2 separate regions of the Mus musculus genome follow, and region 1 is linked to region 2. The links are chromatin contacts, called in public Hi-C maps. All regions are on one chromosome and are shown on one strand. Each heading gives the region's core, a stretch centred on a gene start, on an enhancer-like site or on the middle of the called end of the contact. The rest is flanking DNA. Distances are from core to core; before and after follow the strand shown.

What was found. Hi-C and Micro-C count contacts between places; a contact is called where the count stands out from the background.
Region 1: a Hi-C map of centroblasts shows a contact between it and region 2, with 1.6 times the contacts expected there. The contact joins two enhancer-like sites. A contact is called at or near these places in 4 of 39 promoter capture datasets (the C10 cell line, the HPC-7 cell line, embryonic stem cells and 1 more), 1 of 484 Hi-C or Micro-C datasets (centroblasts), 1 of 115 datasets of contacts at active chromatin or transcription factors (embryonic stem cells) and 1 of 9 other capture datasets (liver).

The regions. Positions count from the first base shown.
Region 1 is chr3:75,742,059-75,748,599 of GRCm38.p6, reverse strand. No RefSeq gene overlaps it. Among named protein-coding and RNA genes, the nearest start is that of Gm25846, 31 kb to the right of the region's middle. Within about 2 kb of position 4,334, at least 43 of the 459 cell types and tissues checked have an H3K27ac peak or open chromatin away from gene starts, as enhancers often do. A contact at or near this core is called in centroblasts, where this site is marked.
Region 2 is chr3:75,571,982-75,579,074 of GRCm38.p6, reverse strand. The region is part of intron 1 of Serpini1 (serine (or cysteine) peptidase inhibitor, clade I, member 1); the gene reads right to left. Among named protein-coding and RNA genes, the nearest start is that of Serpini1, 18 kb to the right of the region's middle. Within about 2 kb of position 5,069, at least 22 of the 459 cell types and tissues checked have an H3K27ac peak or open chromatin away from gene starts, as enhancers often do. A contact at or near this core is called in centroblasts, where this site is marked.

The DNA.
Region 1 (6,541 bases), core at 3,085-5,584, 170 kb before region 2:
AGCTCATCTTTAGTTGTCTTTCAGCAGTAAATAGATTTATTTGCACCTACCTAGTTAAGGTTAATAGATACTCCATTTTAGCTGTACCATTTATCCTCTTGAAGTTTGCCCCTACATCTTAAAGAGTATCTGTAGACATAGTTACTCAAAACAGCACACCTCATTTGATAAGGCAGTGATTAGGACTGAATTTGAGTTTACAGCTAGTTGCAAATATTGAGCTGATGATGCTGAGTGTGTTTGACTCTGGAAGCAGCAACCTTCATCAGTCACCAGGTCAGGACATTACATCAATTGCAATATAGTCGGGAATCATGATCTATACTTGCTGGACGTTTGTGATCACTCTCGAAAAATAACAAAGGTTACTTTAAATCCTAATTTTTTCCTACCTTTTGAACATGTCTGGGAGGTGGAAATAACAGTCCTTCTTGCTTCATAAAAGCTATTCTCCTGTAGATAATCTATCACACATTTTCAAGAATATGAGAACTGTCCACCAAGAATCTGCTGCTACTTTGGGGACAGGATTCTTCCATGGATTCACCGTGACCAAAGAAACATGCTGTTACCTAGCAACGTGGCCATCTAGGAGGTCTTGTTACCACTCTCTGGAAGCTTGTCAAAGGAGCTCCTCTGCTTCCAGAATAGGTTAACAGTGAACATTGCTCATGAGGACTTGTCTGAACTGTGGTGTAACTTGAATCTTGACTGCAGAAATGAAATGGATAGTGGGAAGGGAGTGTTTGGGCATCTATAACCATCCTTCAATGTCCACTGCTTTCATTGTCATTATTTTTATTAAAAATTGATTTTTCATACAACATATTTTATTATGGTTTCCTTACCCCATTTCTTTAAACTCTGCACCCCCCCATCTCTCCTCCCTTCCAGATGCACACCCTTTCTGAGTTTCATTTAAAAACAAGAAGTGCTTATGATTTAATACTGAAATAAAAAAGATAGGTTAAAACAAACAAATCTGAATAGGACAAAAAAAACACAACAGAAGAAAAAGAGCCAAAGAAAAGTCAAAAGAAACACATGTAAGTGCAGAGACACACATGTTCACAATACAGAAATCCCATAAAAAACATAAAACCAGAAGTCATCATATATATGTAAAACAAGACTTGAGTCTGTATCACATGACACAACCAGAAACTTCCATTTCACCCTGCATAGGGAGATCCATCCCTTCCAAGTAGTCTCTTACCCTATAAGTAATCTCTGTGGTTATATGAATGATACCCTGCTTAACAATGACCTAACAGCAAATATCCACATATAATACCTACCATATTTTTCTTTCTGGCTCTGCGTTATACCACTAAGGACAGTTTCTTTTCCTGGCTCCATTCATTTAACTGCAAAGTGTATTTTTAAATATCAAAGTAATATCCCATTGTATAAATATACCACATTCTCCTTAGTCATTAATCTGTTGGTGAATATCTATTTAGTTTCCAGTTTCTGTCATTAGTGAATAGAGCTTAAGTGAAAATGAGTGAGCAAAGGTGAGAGGGGGTAGGATCCTTTGGTTGCTAGAACTGAGTCTCTCCAAGTAGATCCGATCCGCAGTGGCCTGAGAAACTGCTGTACTGAGTTCCATAGTAGCTGTACAAGTCTGTACTCCCATCAGCAATGAAGGAGGGGTCCCCTCATACTGCATCTTTACCAGCATGAGAAATATTTATTTTATTGACCTTGACCATTTTAACTGATGTAAGATGAAATCCCATTTTTTATTTGCATTTCCCTGATGACGAAAAATGATGAACATTTAGGTGATTCTTAGCCATTTGTGTTTCCTCTTCTGCAAATTCTGTTTAAATTTGTACCCAATTTGTAACTGGGTTATTTGTTTTCTTGATGTCTGGGTTGTTGTTGTTGTTGTTGCTGTTGTTGTTGTTGTTGTTACTTCTTTATATATTTTGAATATTAGCTCTCTATCAGATATGTAGTTAGTAAAACCGTTTCCCATTTTCTAGCCAGCCACTTTCTCAGAATGATGATATTCTTTGATATACAGACGCTTTTCCATTGCATGAGGATTGTTAACTGTTGCTCTTAGTGTCTAGGCTATTCGTATTCTCTTCAGAAAGTGCTTATTTGTGCCAATTAGTTAAAGACTATTTTCCACGTTTTCTTCTATCAGATGTGGCATATCTGACCTACATTAAGGGCCATGATCAGTTTGGAGTAGAGTTTTGTCCAGGATGATAAACAGACATGGAACATTTAGTATCAAAGGGTGATTTGTGAGGGAGGCAGAGCCACGAAGGTGGAGGTGCACACAGCTCCTGGGGCTGCATAGAGGCAGAGATGAAAGTGAGTCCTCCCTGGATCCCCTGGCTTAGGCTACCCTGCACGAGGCCATAGTTGATGGCCCCAGCAGCCACAGCAGGGACCAGTGTCCCATCCTGTCTTTGCTGTCAACCCTGCACACAGCATGGAAAAGCAACAGTGTCAGAACCCAAGTCCAAGCTGGGGTACTGCCCTGCTGTGAGATGGAGTCTGCAGAGGCTTCAGTATACCCAGAACAACTATAAAAGTAAGGTGTGCTGGTAAGATACTTTTAAAAAGTGGTCTCATAGGACTGGAAGAAAGGATGGTGCAGCAGAGCCCAAACAGCGTGGGTATGGCAGGGAATGGTGGAACTAGAGAAGTGAGGGAACGATATGGGAGAGCTATGGAAGAGTGTGGTGTCAGGGTCAAAGAACAAGTCGTTCCTCGATGCTGGCCCACAGCATGGAGCCCCTGCTGCTGCTCATCCTACTGAAAGAAGGGGAGAAAGAGGCTGAGGTGTTTCCTACAGGCTTCAAGTGCAAAGGTTGTGGCACCTAAGACAGGGAGGTATACTTCAGCCTGGAGCTCCTTAGGAAAATGTCATTACTGAATAGAGACAGCTCTTTGCTGGGTGGCCAGGCAGCAGTGAGCTGCCACCCACTGCAGCTGCAGTCTCTATGACTTGCCTTGATGGGAGGAGGAGAATGTGGGGCTATGGCACCACCAATAGGCTGCAGGCACAATAGTGCTCAGGGAGCCTTGGGATAGCTGCACCACAGGCAGGGAAATGTGTGGTGGCCTGGAGCTCTCGTGGATCTGACCCTTGGACTCTGCTTAGAACAAGGTCACCCTGACCCTGGGCAGCAGCACACAATATCTGAAATGAGTGTCAGCGATGGTCCAGTGTACACAGTGCTCTAGAAAGGTCAAGCCAGACCAACTTTTAGGTGAAATTATTATTTGCATGTAAAACTTTTGAGGCAGAAAAAGAAGATTCTGTATGATACACGGCAGTTTCCAATGCGACTTCAACTTCAATGAACAATATATGATGGAGAGGTAGGACAGATAGAGGAGTAGGAGGAGGTAAGGCATAGTACAGAGATGCAAAACTTGAGATGCAATGGCAGTGACAGGTGTGGGAGAGGGCTGAGGTGGAAAGGAGAGTATGTTCTTGCAAAGTAGGGCTGGCAGGGTGGTGGTGCACAGCCTGGACCTTGTTCAGGCTCTGACCCTAAGCATGCTGCCCAGTCACATTATCACCCTGACTCTGAGCAACAACAGGATGCCTGGAGAGAGAATGGTTCATTTTCTGGATTGAGATTCTTTGAAAGCCCTTCAAGGTTCATGCTGTCGCCCAGAAGCCATGTTGGTATCCATGATCTGCACTACAGCTGGGGACTTGCTGGTGTCCACAGTCAGTCTGTGCTGCAGCAGCAGGCAGTGCTGATGCTTTCAGTCCATGCAGTGCCCAGAGACTGTGAACGTCCATCATCTGTGCTTCTATTGGAGGCCAGGGTTTTACATTTAATATTTTTGTTGACTAAAGGTACCCAATTTTCTATCTTGTATTCAATGCCGAAGATTCTCTCTTCCATTTCTTCTAGTCTGAGACATACCTATGAAGTTTCTTTTTCAGTTCCTAAATTTTTCATTTCCTGTTTTACATCACCTTGTGTTTTCTTTATTAATTCTATTTCCATTTTCATGTCTTGAACTCTGTTCTTTATTTCATTACACTGTTTATGTTTCCATGCATTTCATTAGTGAATTTATTCATACTTTCCTTAAAAACCTCTAATATATTTCTAAAGGTTATTTTGAAGTCCTTATCTTGTGCTTTAGTTATATTGCTTTGCTCAGTGGCTAGTGTAATAAGCTTGCTGGACTCTATTGGAGACATGCTGTCCTGGCTGTTATTGATTCTGCTTTTGTGCTGGTTTCTAAGCATCTGGAATTAGGATGACTGTAATTCTAGGTGTGGATATCTGGTCTTGTCTTTGTTAGGTAGGGCCTCTGCTACTTAGTTTCTGTTCCTCTCTCTGGTTCTTATGAGAATGTGGTGGCTGTGAGTTGCCTGGTAAGGAGTGCTTCTGAGTCTCTGGCAGGGGTGGCCACTGGTAGAACATGTTTCTAGGTATTGGAGGCTGACACTTAGGAATGGGGATAGGCTAGGAAGAGGATCTGTGGGGTCCACAAGAGGGAAGAAAGCAGCATGTTCCACCAAGACCTGCCTAATTTCTAGAGAATGGAAGCAGAGAGTATGGAGAGGCCACAGAAGATCGTGCATCAGAGATGGGGTGAGAATGGAGGAGTGGGTTTGGAGGAGAGGACAGAGAGCTAACGTTGTCTACCTGCTTCCTCAGAAGGTGTGGCTGGCAGATTCTTAGGGAACAGCTATGGGAGTTCATAGAGGAAACAAAGGCATTGGGTAATGAGAAGCCATTTCTATTTTTGAAATATTGTGCGTTTGGTTTTGTTGAAGTGAAACTTGTACAAAATGTCTTTTGGTATTTGGTTTCTTCCTTTTCCTCTATGAATTTAGAAGTCGAAGGAACAAGTTAGATATAGTTAATTCCTGCTTGACCTTTGTGCAAATAAAACACTTTTGAAGACAAGGGGTTCTTCCTTGTTCATAATACAAAAGAAATATGCTTTATTTCAAAGCAAACATCTAACCTCTTTGCACAGAAGGAGCAAATGTCACATTTTATTTTTATTGACCCAGCAGTTTTGATCAGGGTGTCTACTAGATACTTAGGACACATTACATTTTTAACTTTATCAACCAATAAAATGCAAGTTCTGAAGGCATGCACTTTGTATCTCATTCTCCACAAACAGAGTACACATGGGAGAGACCCATGGCTCCAGCTGGATATGTAGCAGAGGATAGCCTTTTCTGGCATCAATGGGAGAAAAGGCCCTTGGGTCTATGGAGGCTCAATGACCCAGGATAGGGAAAGGCTAGGGCACTGAGGCACGAGTCGGGGGAGTGGGGAGTTGTGAGAGCACCCTCACAGAGGCAGGAGGTGGGGGAAGGGATAGGAGGTTGTGAGGGGAAACTTGGAAGGGGGAATAGCATTTGAAATGTAAATAAAAAACAAACCAATAAAAATATAAAAAAATAAGTCTTGGAAAGTTTCGTACATGTATACAATGAATGTCAACCATTTTCATTTCCTATTCTCCTTGTTCAATCACTTTCTCCTCCTGGTAAAACCATCTCCTCTCCCTCTCCTTGTAATACCTTCTCCTTTACAAGTCTCCATTCTACTTGGATGCTTTGTGTGTACAGGGCACATGGAGTTTGATTTGAGTTTCTCAAGTGAGTGTGGGTAAGAGTTTACTTACTAGAGCATGGATAACTTATCAGTGCCTTTCTCAGTGAAGAAAATGATGCACCCCTCCTAAGAAACATTAACTGTTTAAAGATGCTCAAAGGAATGGGAGGTGATGAGTCTCATCTGTTCTTCCCTGTCAGTGCTTCTGGGGCTGAGAAACTGCTGTTTGCCAAAAGCATAAAAAAACTCTCCCATAGATATTCCTGCTTTAGAGAACTAGACATTGGGGAAAGGATTTCAGTCAAAACTAACTTCAAATCAATCTATTTGTCATACACATAAAAATATAATTCTTGCTGGCCATGATGACCACATCCATAATCCCAGCTACTTGGGAGGTTGATCACTGATCTGTTTCTTTCATTGGAATTCCATATAATGTTTTATTTTCTTTACTTTTTCTTAAAAAATGATTTTATTTATTTCATGTATATGAGTACAATGTATGTCTTCAGACATACCAGAAGAGAGCATTGGATCCCATTGCAGATGGTTATGAGTCATCATATGATTGCTGGGAACTGAACTCAGGACCTCTGGAAGAGCAGTGAGTGCTCTTAAACAATGAGCCTATTCTCTGTCTGTCTAGTGGTTTCTTTTTTTTAATTTTTTATTAGGTGTTTTCCTCATTTACATTGCCAATGCTATCCCAAAAGTCCTCCATACCCTCCCCCCACTCCCCTACACACCCACTCCCACTTTTTGGCCCTGGTGTTCCCCTGTACTGGGGCATATAAAGTTTGCAAGTACAATGGGCCTGTCTTTCCAGTGATGGCTACCTAGGATATCTTTTGATACATATGCAGCTAGAGTCAAGAGCTCCGGGGTACTAGTTAGTTCATAATGTTGTTCCACCTATAGGGTTGCAGATCCCTTTAGCTCCTTGGGTACTTACTCTAGCTCCTCCA
Region 2 (7,093 bases), core at 3,820-6,319:
TTTAATCATAATAAGTTTGTATTAATTCCCTATTGTTGTTATAATAAATTATTACAACTGAAAAAAAAACTTTTAAAAAATATGGTTCCACGTGTGCTAAATGAGTCTGTGACAGGACCGTATGTGCTTTCCTTATTGAGGAACAAGCAACAATAACAACAACAACAACAACAACAACAACAACAACAACAAAAATCACTGTGAAAATGTTGAAGGTACAAGCACAGAATTACAGAGCAAAATAAATGTGATTTTTTAAAAAATTAATAAAAATCAGGGCTTTCTCTATGATTAAAATAATCAGTGTTCTCAATATCTTGCCTATTTCAGGTAGGAGAGGCTACTGATAAAAATAAATTTGAAATTACTCTGAGAGGAGATTCAATTACAGTGATCACAGTTCTGGAAGTTTCTCATGGAATTTCCTTTCTTTCAAGGACTTTTGTTCAAGCTATCACCCTTGAAACCTATTGTGCACTACAATGTATCATTTTTATGTACAGATAACCTTATGCAATTCAGACTTGCAGTTATGGGTTCATGTTTGCAATAAGAACTATGTCCTATGACTTGCAGAGATTTTTGAAAGACTAGACATGGTCAAGAAAAAAACTGAGTTTGTTGGATGAATGGTTTAGAAATTACAGATTAGATTGTAATATGTCTCTTTTACTGTCTGAGACAACTGAGAGGTGTTACCAAACATGCCTGTGGGCTCTGGGAAAGGAAGAAATGAAGTAACTTAGGAGGCAAGGAAGACGGCTAGCAGGATGGTTGGTTCCGGTTGCCAACTTGACACACATAGGAAGAAGGAGCCTCAACTAAGGAACTGCCTCTATCAGTCTGGTCTGTGTGTATGTGTGGGGGGTGCTCCATAATTGATGTAGGAGGGCCCAGCCCACTGTGGATGCCATCATCTCTAGGCACAAGGGCTTGGGCTGTATAAAAGGCAGCTTAACTTGTGTCAGGGAGCAAACCAGTATTCAACATTCCTCCACTATCTTTGCTTCAGTTTCTGCTTGAGTTCCTGCCTCAGCTTCCAACAATGATGACTGTGATTGGGAACTGTAATTTGAAATAAACCCTTTTCTCCCCAACTTGCAATTGGTCATGGTGCTGATCACATCAACAGAAAGCAAAATAGGAAGGCTAGGTGATAGGGAGAAGAAATGTTCTACTAGGCAACAGAGAACTGAAAAGTATTCTGGGGTGGGAAGGAAGGACTCAGGCAAGCACTTAATCCCATGACTCGACACTGGACACATACTTTCCATGGTGAGCTCTAGAAAACAAGAAGGGATTTATTTAGTGAAATCTAGAAGTGGAGGCCCATAGAGTGGCAGCCAACATGTGAAATATGTCATAACTAAATACACAATGGGTGTGTGTTCAGTGAACATCCATTATTTTAATGTACCATAAATGGTTCTGCCTCTATGAATTTACCTGATTAGTGATCTCCTGGCATTTATCAGATGTGTAATCACAGGTTCTTCAAGGTAGATACTTTAAAGGCCAGTCATGACCCTTAAGTTTTATGTTGAGATTGAAAATGTTCAAGTTTGAACAGCCTCTGGACACTTCAGAAAGCATAGATTTATGGTAGAATCTGTAGCTTATGAAAAGATATGTCCCAGAGAAGGAAGCAGAGCATTTATTTTTAATTGCATAAACAACCAAAATGCCTCTGAGCATTTTACAATTATGGACCAGTAGAGGTCTTTAAGAGGTACTTCCATCTATTTCAGTAGCTGGAGTTGCATCTTTATAGTCCAGGGTCTGGCTATAATGCTTGGTTCAGTTGATGGATAAATTCCCATTTCATCCATTTGGGGGATCTGTGGTATCCCACAGTAACTCTAAATCCTTCTTCTGTTTTTCCTCCTGCATTGCATGCCTAATTAACTCATATAAAAATGATAGTTGAGATTACAAATTCTTAAAATGAGTTAAAAGAGAGGTAAATGTGATGTTGAAGTCTTGGTCTCTTCTAACTAGAATTATTGGAAGTATACATTTTGAAAGGGGAGCTTGAAGTAAAAATTTTATATGACATCAATGAAGAAACAAATTTACCCTTCCTCTTTAAGAAGTTATGATTTATTAAATATTTTATGTCCTTAGGATTAAATTCAAATATTATATAGCTCATTCATTTAAACATACACTCTTTCTTAGCAGAAGTCAGTAGCATCACATATATTTTCAGCTTTTCCCATATCCATACTTTAGCTGAACACTGAATTTTCTGATATACAGTCCTCATTACATTTTAATGTAGTGATACTGATTCTTGGCAAGATATAGACGTATGTTTTTCAATCTTTGCCTCACACTCAAGGAGTATGATCTACTCTTCACTATACGCAGTCTGTAGTAGGAGACAGAGATGAGGTAAACTAAAACAGAGCGGGGAGGCTCTTCTAATGTCCAGATGTCTGTACATGCCTACATCCCCTCCAATTGCAGGAGAGAGAGGGAGACAGAGGGGCTTAGCACCACATTCTGAACTTCTTATAAAAACAACAACAAATTGCTTGTGCTTGAAATATCACAAATCTCCAATTTCCCATCCTGCTTAATAGAAATCTTTAATTTCCTACTTCTTTTCACAGTGAGAAACTATTTGAAAAAAATACATAGGATTGGTTGTTCCATAGTTTAATCTTAGTTGTGGAGAATAAGCTTTGAGAACTTTATTTGATACAGTTTGAATCTATCTGTATAATCACAAGCTTACCTCAATTTACCCAAACACAGACATTCAAAACACTTGTAAGTAATTCAATAGCACTGCTATGCTTTGAATATAAAATATCCCTCAAATTTATGTGTTTTGTATTTGGTCTTTACTGGGGATGTGAAATTGGGAGGGGAATGGGTTATATATTAGCCCCTCCTCCAAACTTCCAGTTCCTATGACAAAATACTTTTTGCAAGATCAACTTAAGGGAGAGTTTATCCTGGCTCACAGGTCAAGTTTATAGTTTATCACGGTGAAGAAGTAAAAGTGGCATGAGCTTGAAGCCAGTGATCACATTATTATAGATGCACAGGAAGAGAGACCAATGGATGCATGCTGCTGCTCAGCTTCCACTTTCACTTATATAGTTTAGCACCCACCCAGGGAATGTTGCCACCCATAGTGGGCAGGCCTTCCTACCTCAATTAACTCAGTCAAGATAACCCATCAAGACCACCCATCAATATATGTCCAGTAGCTATCTTCTAACTAGTTCTCTATTCTGTCAAGTTAGCAATCCAACAGTAACCATTTTACTGTCTCTGTGAGATAAGCATCCACTGTCACTATCTCCTTCAGTCATTAATTCTGCTTTGACTCAGTCCCAAAACTATGAAGCCAGCTGGCTTTAGACCTCTGAAACCTTTAAAACCGTAAGTTAAACCTTTCCTCCTTTAAATAATTTCTTTTACATGTTGCTCATTGCAACAAAACACTGATGAATGCAAGAATATATTAAATGTATGAATGGGCTCATAAAACTGAAAAAAAAAAACTCAGAAGCTTGCAATGTCATAGGATCAATATAGACACACAAAGAGTCTTGGGCAGTGAAGAGGCTATATTTTACCTAGAGACATTGTTTTCCTTAAAATAGAAATTCTGCTAGGCATATTTATTTCATAATGTAAGGCAGTTTTCGGTTACAAAGTTGCCAGTTTTGATATCTGACTTAAAATAACCATGCTGTGTTTTAATAGAGTCTTGATTTGTCTGAAATTAGAACTATATATGTGCACATGTTCATGTGTACATAAGTGCATGCATGCAGAGGTTCACATGCATGTGTGCTTGTGTGCTAGTACATCGGGAGGCCAAACATCAACAGGAAGTATTTTCCTCAACTGTTCTCCTCCTTACCATTTGCAACAGTGTCTCTGAATGAATCTGGCATTCATTGATTCAACTAGATTAGCTAGTGGACAAGCCTCGGGTCTTTCTTCCTGTCTTTGCTTCACCAGATGACAGGCCTGTGCTCCCAGGCTTGGCTTTTATGTGGTTTTGGAACTGAGTTCATGTCCTCATGCTTGCAAAACAAAAAGGGGACTTTAGAAACCTTTGAACATCATTGTTCGTATCATGACTTTCATTAATATTTTAATTGGCTTCCAAATATAATGAGCTCACATACTTTTCTACTTTTAGAAATTCATAGTTGCAGAATGTAAGCAAACCCTGAAGTAATTTACAGAAATTCACCAACGACTTTAGTTACTTTTGAAATCATGGTCGGCTTGCAGGAGCATGTCTTAGGGAGAAACAATCATAAAATCGATATGATAGGGTGATCCCAGGGGTAACCTAAGAAATTTTTTTCTGTCACTTTCCTCATTATAGTAATGGGAATTAAACCAATAATTGACTCATAGGACAGTCATAAAAATCAAGGGGATAAGATATATATAGACATTGGCACAGTGCTTTAAGTCATAGTAAAGTTAGTGTCTCGAAAAACAATACCATTTTCTGAATTTTCCCTAAACAAGACATGCACTGGCTCCTTAAAACTATCCACTGTCAGTTCACATACCAAGAACTGCTTCTGTATAGCATACAGATACCAGAAAAACGTGAGCATAACTCTATAGTTCTGTGTCATCTCCTTTGCTTCATTAATTTTCCTTGGAGTCATTTTGTTCTTTCTTACTATTTCATGGCTGGAAAACAACTTTTCATACAGCTTTATGAGCTTAACTGCAAAGAGAGAAAGCTTATACAACATATAATGTATTCCTCCGCCCATCTCAAGCATTTCTGCATGAACGGTTCCCATAGATGGAAAAAGAGTCAAAGCAGCTGTGTGGAGGAAGCAAAGGTTTAGTTTTACTTTCCTTTCTCTGAAAATAAGTCACTCTCTTTACCAATATCTATAATTTTGCTTCTTAATACACACACACACACACACACACACACACACACACACACACACACATACACACACACTCAAAACAAGTTGTATGGAAGCTTTAGGGAGAGTGTTACCATCCCCTCTCAATGGAAATGCAAGAATTTGTGCTCTTTGTCACACATGCTGATCATCATTTGAAGTCTCCAGGCTGGTCCTTCATTCACCCAGCTAACTCAGTGAGCACCACCCTAACCTCATGCCTCTCTGGGGATTACTATCAGAATACTTCAATCAATATTTGGTTTTCCTAATTCCATAGGGCTCTTCATTCCTGTCTCTCTTGCTTTCTATTACTGAATCATTGTCAATTTGTCTGAACACTGAACACACATATAAAGTAGCAATGTACAGAAATGTAAGCACATTGCTTAAACAAAACTGCTTTTGAACCAGGCTGAAGGCATGAACAGATGAATATAGTGAGTTTTCCATCCAGGGAGCTGGCTGGATTTGGGAGCTTAGTGACTGTGCCACAGGGTAAACTCCCCTGTGGGAATTCTCTACCCATTTGACTGATAAGATCTTGTTACAGGATTTTGTTACATGGCCATTCTGAAGAGAAGGAGAGAGGTAAATACTTAAGATGTTGAATGTACTTTTTAATGTTCTTGCTGGGGATCGAACCTCGGGCTTTGTGTATACTGGGTATGTTCTCTACCTCTGAGCTATAGCCTGAGCAAAGGACTAGTGTATATTTTAAGAAAAATGCTGTCTAGGTACTGAGAGCAATTACTGTGGCACATTCCATATGATAGATGATTTTCAGTGATGGATTATTTATGCCAGCTAGCTAGCTGGATTTATGACTCTGAGCATGAAAAGCCCAGGTGTCTTAACATGCTTTGTGGCCATGGAGGCATACAAAATCAAAATGAGAAAATTTCCAAACAGGGTAAATTAGAGTACTGAATACCCACGAACACAATGAGAGGAAATGAAGCTGGGTATTTTAATCAAAGGTGACATCTTTAATCAAAAAGCAAGTGGTGATTTTAAAACAGTGATTTAAAAATGTCCAAGGCGGCATTGTTTTGTAACACAAAGCCAAGTGAATGCAGATGCACTGTCCTTTAAAGATCTCCATGCTTCAGAGTTTCAGCCTTAGAACTATCTCCTTCTTCATCTAAAGTTTTATAGGCAAAAATTTATGGTAAAAGATGATCAAGTAGCACATTTGCCATCTTTATCACTTTGAATTATGTATAATTGTTCTACATTGTTCTTATTGCTCACTCACAATTTCCATTGTTGTGAATTCCATTCCTTGGGACTTATATTTCCCTATCCCCTGGGTGATAAAGGTCACAGGCAAGAAATTAGCTAAGTGTAAAACAACTGGGCATAGTGGAGACGGTGGCACACTGGCATTTTGATTCAGTAATCAGACACACTTCCCTGTGGGTTGACTGCTAACCTGTAGCAATTTAAAGACAATAGTTGCTAAATCCACATTTCACTTGGATCTAAGTTATTTTAACCAAAACTGTGAGGCCACTGTTACCTTCTCTGCTTTATCATTAGTTTGTTTTATCTTAACTATATTCACTGCTATAAATGACTTTGCATAAAATTCAACCCCTTTGTCTTCAATTGTGCCTTGTCTGATATAAACATGGCTACCTACATTTATATATTATTCCTCTCCACTCTTTTTCTTTACCCCAGTACAGCTTTATTTCACTTCATTTTTTAAACTCTGCATAACAGGATGATAAGATGTAGCTCATTTGGTAGGATGTGAGCCTACTCTACATGAAGCCCTGGGTTGAATACCTAGCATCCATAGAAAAGATCTGGTACCATCGATTTGAAATTCTAGCACTCAGGAAGCAGAGGCAGGAAGATAAGGAGTTCAAGGTCGTCCTCAGTCAGACAGACCATCCTGGGAGATGGGAGTCTGTCTCATAAGAAGAAAAACGTTGTGTATGGCTATAATCACATCACTCCAGAGGCTGGGACAGAAGAATCTCACATTCAATTATAGCCCGTACTAAAAATGAATACCTTACCTTTAAACTTAGGAACTACAACTATGTATGGTCGGAATAATTTGTTTGGTATGCTGACACCCTATTTTAAAGCTTTTCATTCTGCTTTGAGCTTAAGAGTGTGTCTTCTACAAATGTGAAAAAGCATTTACTGACTTCATCATTGGTAGAAAA